Regions from separate parts of the Mus musculus genome. Here region 1 is linked to region 2. Evidence: chromatin contacts called from public Hi-C data. All regions are on one chromosome and are shown on one strand. The core of a region is the stretch at or near the end of the contact, and the rest is flanking DNA. Distances in the headings are between cores, read along the strand shown.

Region 1 (3,655 bases), core at 790-3,289, 220 kb before region 2:
GATACCAAACCCAACACTGTTGCCGTGATCAAGAGGCACTTGCTGACATGAACCAATTTTGGCAGCTACTGGGAAGGTTGGGCCAGCAACTGACCAATGCATATGTGGATAATTGGGGCTAACCATCAGACTGAACTCAGGGAAGCTGGTGGAGGAGCTGGCAGAAGGACTGGAGGGGGATTGCAACCCCATTAGAAGAACAACACAGGAGAATAGACTACCCGGTTCTCCCGGAGACTAGACCACCAACAAAGGAGTGTACCTGGAGGGATCCATGGCTCCAGATACATACGTAGCAGAGGATGGCCTTGCCCGACAACAACGGGAGGGAAGGCCCTTGGTCTCAGGGAGGTTGGATGTCTCAGAATAAGGGGATACTGGAGTGGTGGGGCAGGAGAGTATAGGTGGGTGGGGGAGCACTCTCACACAGGCAAAAAGGAGGGGGAGGGCAGATGTAGGATGGGGGGTTTGGTGGAGGGGTAACCAGGAAATGGGGTATCATTTGAGATGTAAACAAATGGAATGATTAATTTAAAAAAAAGATGAACACATATTATTCACATAACACTTAAAATTTTAAAACCTCTGAGTTTAATAAAAGCAATATATAAAATACATATATTAATTCTAGATTGTTAACTAATTAAAGGACAGCTGGCAAGGTGACTTGGCGGTCACTCGCTGTTCTACCCGAGGACCCAGTTTTGATTGCCAGTACTCACAAGGTGGTTCACAACCATAAGATACTCCAGTTTCATGGGTTCAATGCCCTCTTCTGGCCTCTGGCCTCAGGTAGATATATGCAGACAAAATGCCTATACCATAAAATGAAAATGAAGCCTTTTTTAAATGTAGAAAAAGAGGATTTTAAGCAATAAATTAATAAAAGACCCACAAAGGGAACTCTCAGAAGATAGAAAAAAACCAAAAGGAAAGATCAGATGGTGACAGAAAGTGAATGCCCCTATCCACACACATCCACACATGCACACACATGTGCACACACATACACATAACCACATACACGCACATAGACACACTTAATACAACACACACACTCTCACATGCACGCACTAACAATATACACACATGCACACATACATCCACACTCACACACACACATGCACTCACAAGCACAGGCACACACACACTTAATACAACACACACACTCTCACATGCACACACTAACATATACACACATGCACACATACATCCACACTCACACACACACATGCACTCATAAGCACAGACACACACACACACACACACACACACACACACGAAAGAGAGAGAAGGAAGGTCATGGCATAAACTTTAAAAGATATCAACTGCAAACTATGTCTTAACTCATACTAATTGTGAGAACCAGTAATTAGCTTATAGGAATTTGGCACACCATGAATAGACACAACTATTACTAAAAATTAAGTCACCTGAACACATAATTAACCAATTACATTAATATCAAAGGTATTAGGTACAGAAAATGAATCATTTATTCATGTTTCCTACCTGAGATAACCACCTGCGTTCTTGTATTACTTTCTCCATTGTCCCTTTGCAATAGACATTTGGCAAGCAACCTCTGACCCCATACAAGGGATATCAGATTAGTGGCATATAAAGCACTGAGACTATTTACACCACGGAATCCGCTTAGTGTCTCAGAAAACAGGTGGTTAAATATTAGCTTGCCGTGGGATGGAGAGGAGAGACAAGCACCTCTGGGAGATCACCCAAAGAATATGCAGTGCGGTTACCACAGAGAGGCCACGGAGCAGCCCGCAGTATATTAAATATTAAATAGCTACTGGGAGCACCTCTGCCACAGCCTGCACTCACGGCAATTCTACTGTCTGTTGTGCCTTGTTGGTTCTCAGCCCTTCTGGCAAAACAAGCCCCATGGCCAGTCCAGAGTGCACACAGGATCTTATGACCAACCTGGTGTCAATCCTAAACCCATCCAACACTGCCCCACTTACTGCCACAAGAAATAACACCACAGTGCTCCCTGGGTCATGCTTCTCAGATGCCCTGCTCTTGTAGAATCGCATGACTGTGGATTTGTGAAAAAAAGCCAATGATAAAATAAGTCTAATAATATATATGAAGTAACCTATGTAAAATATTAATTTCAAATGGGCATGATATGATAACAGGCTCATTTTGTCCCCTACACCTATCCACCACGCTTTCTAAACATCTCATACTCTTCAATTTTTTTTTCCTTTTTAGAAACACTCTTTATTTAATTACCTCTCTATAAAGATATAATTGGCCAGACACACTAGAGAAATGGTTGATAGGTTGGTGCTAGATTGACACGTGGGTATTTGCCTCACATAGATAAATATTTTTACTCACTTTATCTCAATAGACTCTGAGCTCTCAGAAAGACTTCATAGAGAAGAGGAAGAAGGGGAGGGAGGGGGAGGGGGAGAGAGAGAGGGGGGGGAGAGAGAGGGGGAGGGGGAGAGAGAGGGGGAGGGGGGACTTAAAAACCCTGGACCCAGTACTTCATAAGGTGTTCCATCTTATTTATGAGACAGAGTCTCTTGTGGAACCTGGAGCTGAGGGATCATCAGATAGACTGGCCACCCCCAACCCCCATCCAACCCTGTCTGCTTCCCAGTGCTAGGATTAAAGATTTGTGCCCCTTGCTGGCTTTTACTGAGGACCACTTCGGGTCCCCATACTTCCACAAGATGAGCTATCTTCTCAGCTCTTGGTGCTTAGCAATTTTATCTTTACCAAAAATAAACAAACAAACAAATAAATAAACGTTTGCCTTAACTGAATTCAGACCTCAACTAATGACAGGTAAGCTAGGTACCCAGAAGGGGGAAAAACAAGAATGTCAAAGGAAGAGAAAAAAAGATTGAAAGAGCTATGTGGGGTGATTTTTTTTTTAGCGTCAACTTTTAGTTATTTTAAAATTTAGCTGAAGTTAATTTGCAAATTAACAGATAGTCTGCTACGTGGCACAAGCTTTCCTGTGGTGCTGCCCTCAAGCCTGCAGCATCACCGAGTATCCCAGGTTTGATGCCCACCCTACAGCTTGTGTGGGGTCTCAGAGGTGACAGCTGTGTTGAACTGTGCTTTTGGAAGCATGGTTTTGTCCAGTCATGACGTTTTAAGACATTGCAAGGAGAGCTGGTGTTTATCTCTCTTCAGGAGGAAGACTGGGCTATCAGCTGTAGTTCAGACTCCAAAATGTCCTGATGCCCATACAAAATTTAAAGAACAGGATCGGGGAAGATGACTCGGTGAGTAAGAAGACTTACTTTGCAAGCACGAGGCCCTGAGCTCAAATCTCTAACATGTTGATAAGAAGCTGGGCATAGAGGTGTGTGTCTTTAACCACAGCATTGGAGGACAGATACAGGCAAATCCTGGAAGCTCACTGGCCAGCCAGGCTAGCTGAAACAGCCAGCTTCCAGCTCAGTGATAAACACTGTCTCCATCCAATAAGGCAGTGTACACTAGACAAAGACACCCAATATTCTACTCTATCCTGCACACTTATGCATATGAGCACACACATCCCACATGCACATATACACGCAATACACACCATACACAATAAACAAATAAATAAAAATAAAAATTGAAAAACAATTTGGGAACCATATTACATTTTCTCTTAAAAAAAATA
Region 2 (3,754 bases), core at 135-2,634:
TCAAAGGGGTTTCCTTTCTTGCCTTGAGCCACTGTGTTCAATTTTGACATTACAGATTAGTTGGGCTACTAGGAAAAGAATATCTTTAGTGGTAAGATTAAATGTTCAGATTTATATATAGAGAGAGAACACAGATCTGATAGGTGAGCAGCATAAAGCAGCTTAAATGTTTTCCGAAAATAAAACCTCAAGAATTGGACATTTCTACTTTATATAAACGATACACCACGTTTTGACAGCTACTTTTCCTTTCTCTCTCTCCTATACAGTATATAGTGGAATGTCATGGGGTCACACTTCTTCCTCAGTTCTTGGGAATGTACCGGCTTAATGTCGATGGAGTGGAAATATATGTGATTGTTACAAGGAATGTGTTCAGCCACCGGCTATCTGTATATAGGAAATACGACTTAAAGGTGAGGTTGACTTTGATAATTTTCAATAAGTTTCACGTTCATTTGCACAAGCCTACTCGCCCATATTGTTTATGTTATCATGTGAACAAAATGGTCAGGGTGCTTCAAGAGCTTGAATCTAGCAGGCAGTTGCCAGCACGTAGGATTAAGCAGCCCATGTTATTACAAGCATGTCAGCCACATGCCATGTAGTACCACATGCCATGTAGTAGCTAAGTGCTGGGGATAGTTTATGAGTTAAACAGACCAGGGACAGCAAGGTGGCCCAGCAGGTAAACTGGGGGCACTTGCCCCCTAAGCCTCATAGCCCAAGGTCACTCTTCAGAATCCAGGCTAGAAGGAAAGAATTGGTTCCCAGAAGTTGGCCTCCTGTCCTCTACTTCACGTGCATAAAACACACACATACGATGATAAAAGAAAACCGAACAGATCTTTAAGTAGGGATGATTACTATCATTATTATTGATTATTATTGATAAATAATGAGCGCTGTGGATGGAAATGAACGGGGGGAACGTCACACTAGTTTTTATTAACAGTAAACAAGCACTCTACTACTAAGCCACAATCTCAGCCAGTTTTCCTCTTATTTTGAGACAAGGTTAGCCCAGGCTAGCATTGAACTCATCCAGAAGCCAACACAGACCTTGAGTGTTAACACCTTGCCTCAGCTTGCCTAGTGCCTGGGACCACAGGCCTGTACCACCAGGCCTACCAAGGCATACATTTCCAGCTAGGATGTTAGGTAAGGTGCATCTGGAAGGGTGGCATTGGTCCCATCTCAAGAGAAATGACAAAGGGAAAAGCCTGAGATCAGACATACCAACAATTTAAAATGAGACCACTGGAGAATTCTGAATTCAGTGACATGACCTGACTTTTAGACAGCCAACTCTGACAGTGTATGTATGCCAAGACCAAGAGGGGTTGCATCTTTATAAAGTTCTGTTGCTGTGTCATCACGTGCATGGTTTCTGTGTTATCTATGCTCTCACACTGTACGGGGCACCGTGAGCAGTGACCAGAGATACTGTATGGACCATGAGGCTAAGATATTTACTCTCTGACCCTGAAAAAGTTCATCTTCCCCTGATCTGTGGTACTCAGTTCTAAGGATTTTGGTTTTTTGTTTGTTTGTTTGTTTGGTTGGTTGGTTGGTTGGTTGGTTGTTTTGTTTTGTTTAATCTTAGGATTCATTCACATGCACAAAAGAGCACCCTAAAAAGCTTTGCCTTCTGTTGGTTATGTCTAGATATCTACAGTATTAGAAATAGAAGCAGGGCTGGAGAGATGGCTCTGCAGTTAAGAGTACTTGCTGCTCTTCCAGAGGACACGAATTTAGTTCCCAGGATCTGGCGGCTCATAACCACCTTTAACTCCCACTTCCAGGGGGTCTGACACCCTCTTCTGGTCGCCCCCATAAACCCTTACATATAAATATATAGGCTCCCTTGTATTCCCTTACATATAAATAAGAATAAATCTTTGCTTGAAAGAAATTTATGAGAAACACTAAACTATTGATATTTATAGTTATTTTAAATAATATTAAACTACTACATATTAATGAATTTTTATGACAGCTGTATTTTTCAAAAGCAAAATATTAGTGAGTCAAGCCTCATGGTTTTACAGTTCTTTCTATTAATTAATTAATTTATTTATTCACCTCACATCTGGAATTCTGCACCCCTTCCTCCCCTCACACAGCTCACCCCCATGGCTTTACATTTTGTTTTAGTTAAATGTGTCCTTTGGCTTTCGTGTTTGTATATGGTGCACTCCTCCCGACGCCTCCTTCCCTCCTAGTCCTCTCCTGCCCCTGATTTCAGGGCTCTGTACTGTGTGGATTCATTAGGGACAGTTGAAATGTCCTGTCCGATCCTGCTGTCAATACTTAGCGGTATTTGCATGAGTAACTGGGAAAAACAGCTGAGTCCACACAAATGTGTAGTTGGGAAGGAGAGATGTGGAGTTTGGGGAGTAATTGTAGATATTCTTTAATAACACACCAAGACTTAATGTCAGTGCTATCTTAGTTAGCCTGGAGCATTTGTACCCTGTTCATTAATACCCGTGGTCAGTTGCAAGCACTGGTCCCAGTGTGTGGTTTTATAGTCATACCTGTTTCACTGGAGACATAGCGGTTCCTTAATTAACACAGGTTCTCTTAATGTTGACATATTGAATTACAGAGTATCAAAAATCATGTGACCATCCCTACTGGTCACATAGAAAGCCTTCCATGCATGGGAACCTGAGGGCAGATACAGTTTTCCAAAAGTCTGGTTTTCATTTGGTAGCCCATTACCACTGACCTCAAAGTCCCATCAGCCATGCTGGAAATGACAGAACCCAGCTCCTCCAGGGCACAGAGCCTTGCAGTTTCAGTCACTGTCAAAAAGTGTCCGTTTCTCAGGTCTGGACAAATACAGTTTATTTGTCATTTCTTTTTTCGGATACAAATGTTGCTTTATGGACGAGAAGGTGTCTGTTTCGGCCATAACTGTTCCTGTCAGGAAAATGACTCTGAGCAGCATTCATTGCTGAAACAGACATGCTCTCTGCATGGCTCTGTTCAGAATGCGAAAGGTGTGTGCTTCAGAGTCAAGACCCTTCACTGCTTTATCAGGGACTTTTCATTCAGTTGCTAGGGGTTTGTGGTATCTCCATGACAGATACTCCTCACTGCTTCATAGGACAGAGCCCACTGTGTGTGTGCAATGTCCTTGTGACTATCAAGAGTAAAGAGACAAGTAGTGCCTCAGTGTTACAAAAACAGTTTTGTCAGATGTGGTTGTTGTGCTGGTAACCTCAGCAATCAAAAGGCTGAGGCAGGAGGATCACAAGTTCAAGGCCAGCCTGAGCTACAAATTTCAAGCCAGATTTTAAATGCAGATGTGGTCCTGTCTCAGAACAAACATCAAACAAGCAAGAGCTTTGACTTGCAGGCCTCTGAGAGTACCTCAGGATTCTGAGCCACACTTGAAGAAATGCTAGAGTAAATCAAGAGCAGCCTTGTGTCTGCTCTCTAAATCCCAGACAGCGATCACAATTCAAGCCATTTTATTGCCTTGGGATTGCCTCCGGGGCATCCCAGCCACACCCCGTTCTCTCATTTGGCACCTGCTCTTTCCCAGTGTCTGGAGCTACACCACTCACAGGCTCTAATGGAAATTTCAGGGTTCTAGATGGTGCTCTGACTGTCCCATGCCAGAAAGCCAGTGTGGCCTTAGGAGCCTCATGAAGTTAGTAACTGTTCAGTTAGCAACTGTTGCAAGTTGCTGGACCTTTGAGCCTCTGTTTCCTGGTCTGTTGCAGCAGGAATAGTTTTATCT

Evidence for each region. Hi-C and Micro-C count contacts between places; a contact is called where the count stands out from the background.
Region 1: a Hi-C map of the G1E-ER4 cell line shows a contact between it and region 2, with 2.8 times the contacts expected there. The contact joins two enhancer-like sites. A contact is called at or near these places in 3 of 15 datasets of contacts at CTCF or cohesin (the G1E-ER4 cell line, large pre-B cells and pro-B cells), 23 of 484 Hi-C or Micro-C datasets (B cells, the C10 cell line, CD4 T cells and 16 more), 2 of 115 datasets of contacts at active chromatin or transcription factors (CD8 T cells and bone marrow-derived dendritic cells) and 2 of 9 other capture datasets (adipose tissue and liver).

What each region holds. Positions count from the first base shown.
Region 1 is chr2:19,085,020-19,088,674 of GRCm38.p6, reverse strand. No RefSeq gene overlaps it. Among named protein-coding and RNA genes, the nearest start is that of Gm33592, 80 kb to the right of the region's middle. Within about 2 kb of position 2,039, at least 3 of the 459 cell types and tissues checked have an H3K27ac peak or open chromatin away from gene starts, as enhancers often do. A contact at or near this core is called in the G1E-ER4 cell line, where this site is marked.
Region 2 is chr2:18,868,946-18,872,699 of GRCm38.p6, reverse strand. It overlaps Pip4k2a (phosphatidylinositol-5-phosphate 4-kinase, type II, alpha), which reads left to right. Exons shown (of 10, transcript NM_008845.4): 5 at 270-416. Among named protein-coding and RNA genes, the nearest start is that of Gm33534, 8.2 kb to the left of the region's middle. Within about 2 kb of position 1,384, at least 10 of the 459 cell types and tissues checked have an H3K27ac peak or open chromatin away from gene starts, as enhancers often do. A contact at or near this core is called in the G1E-ER4 cell line, where this site is marked.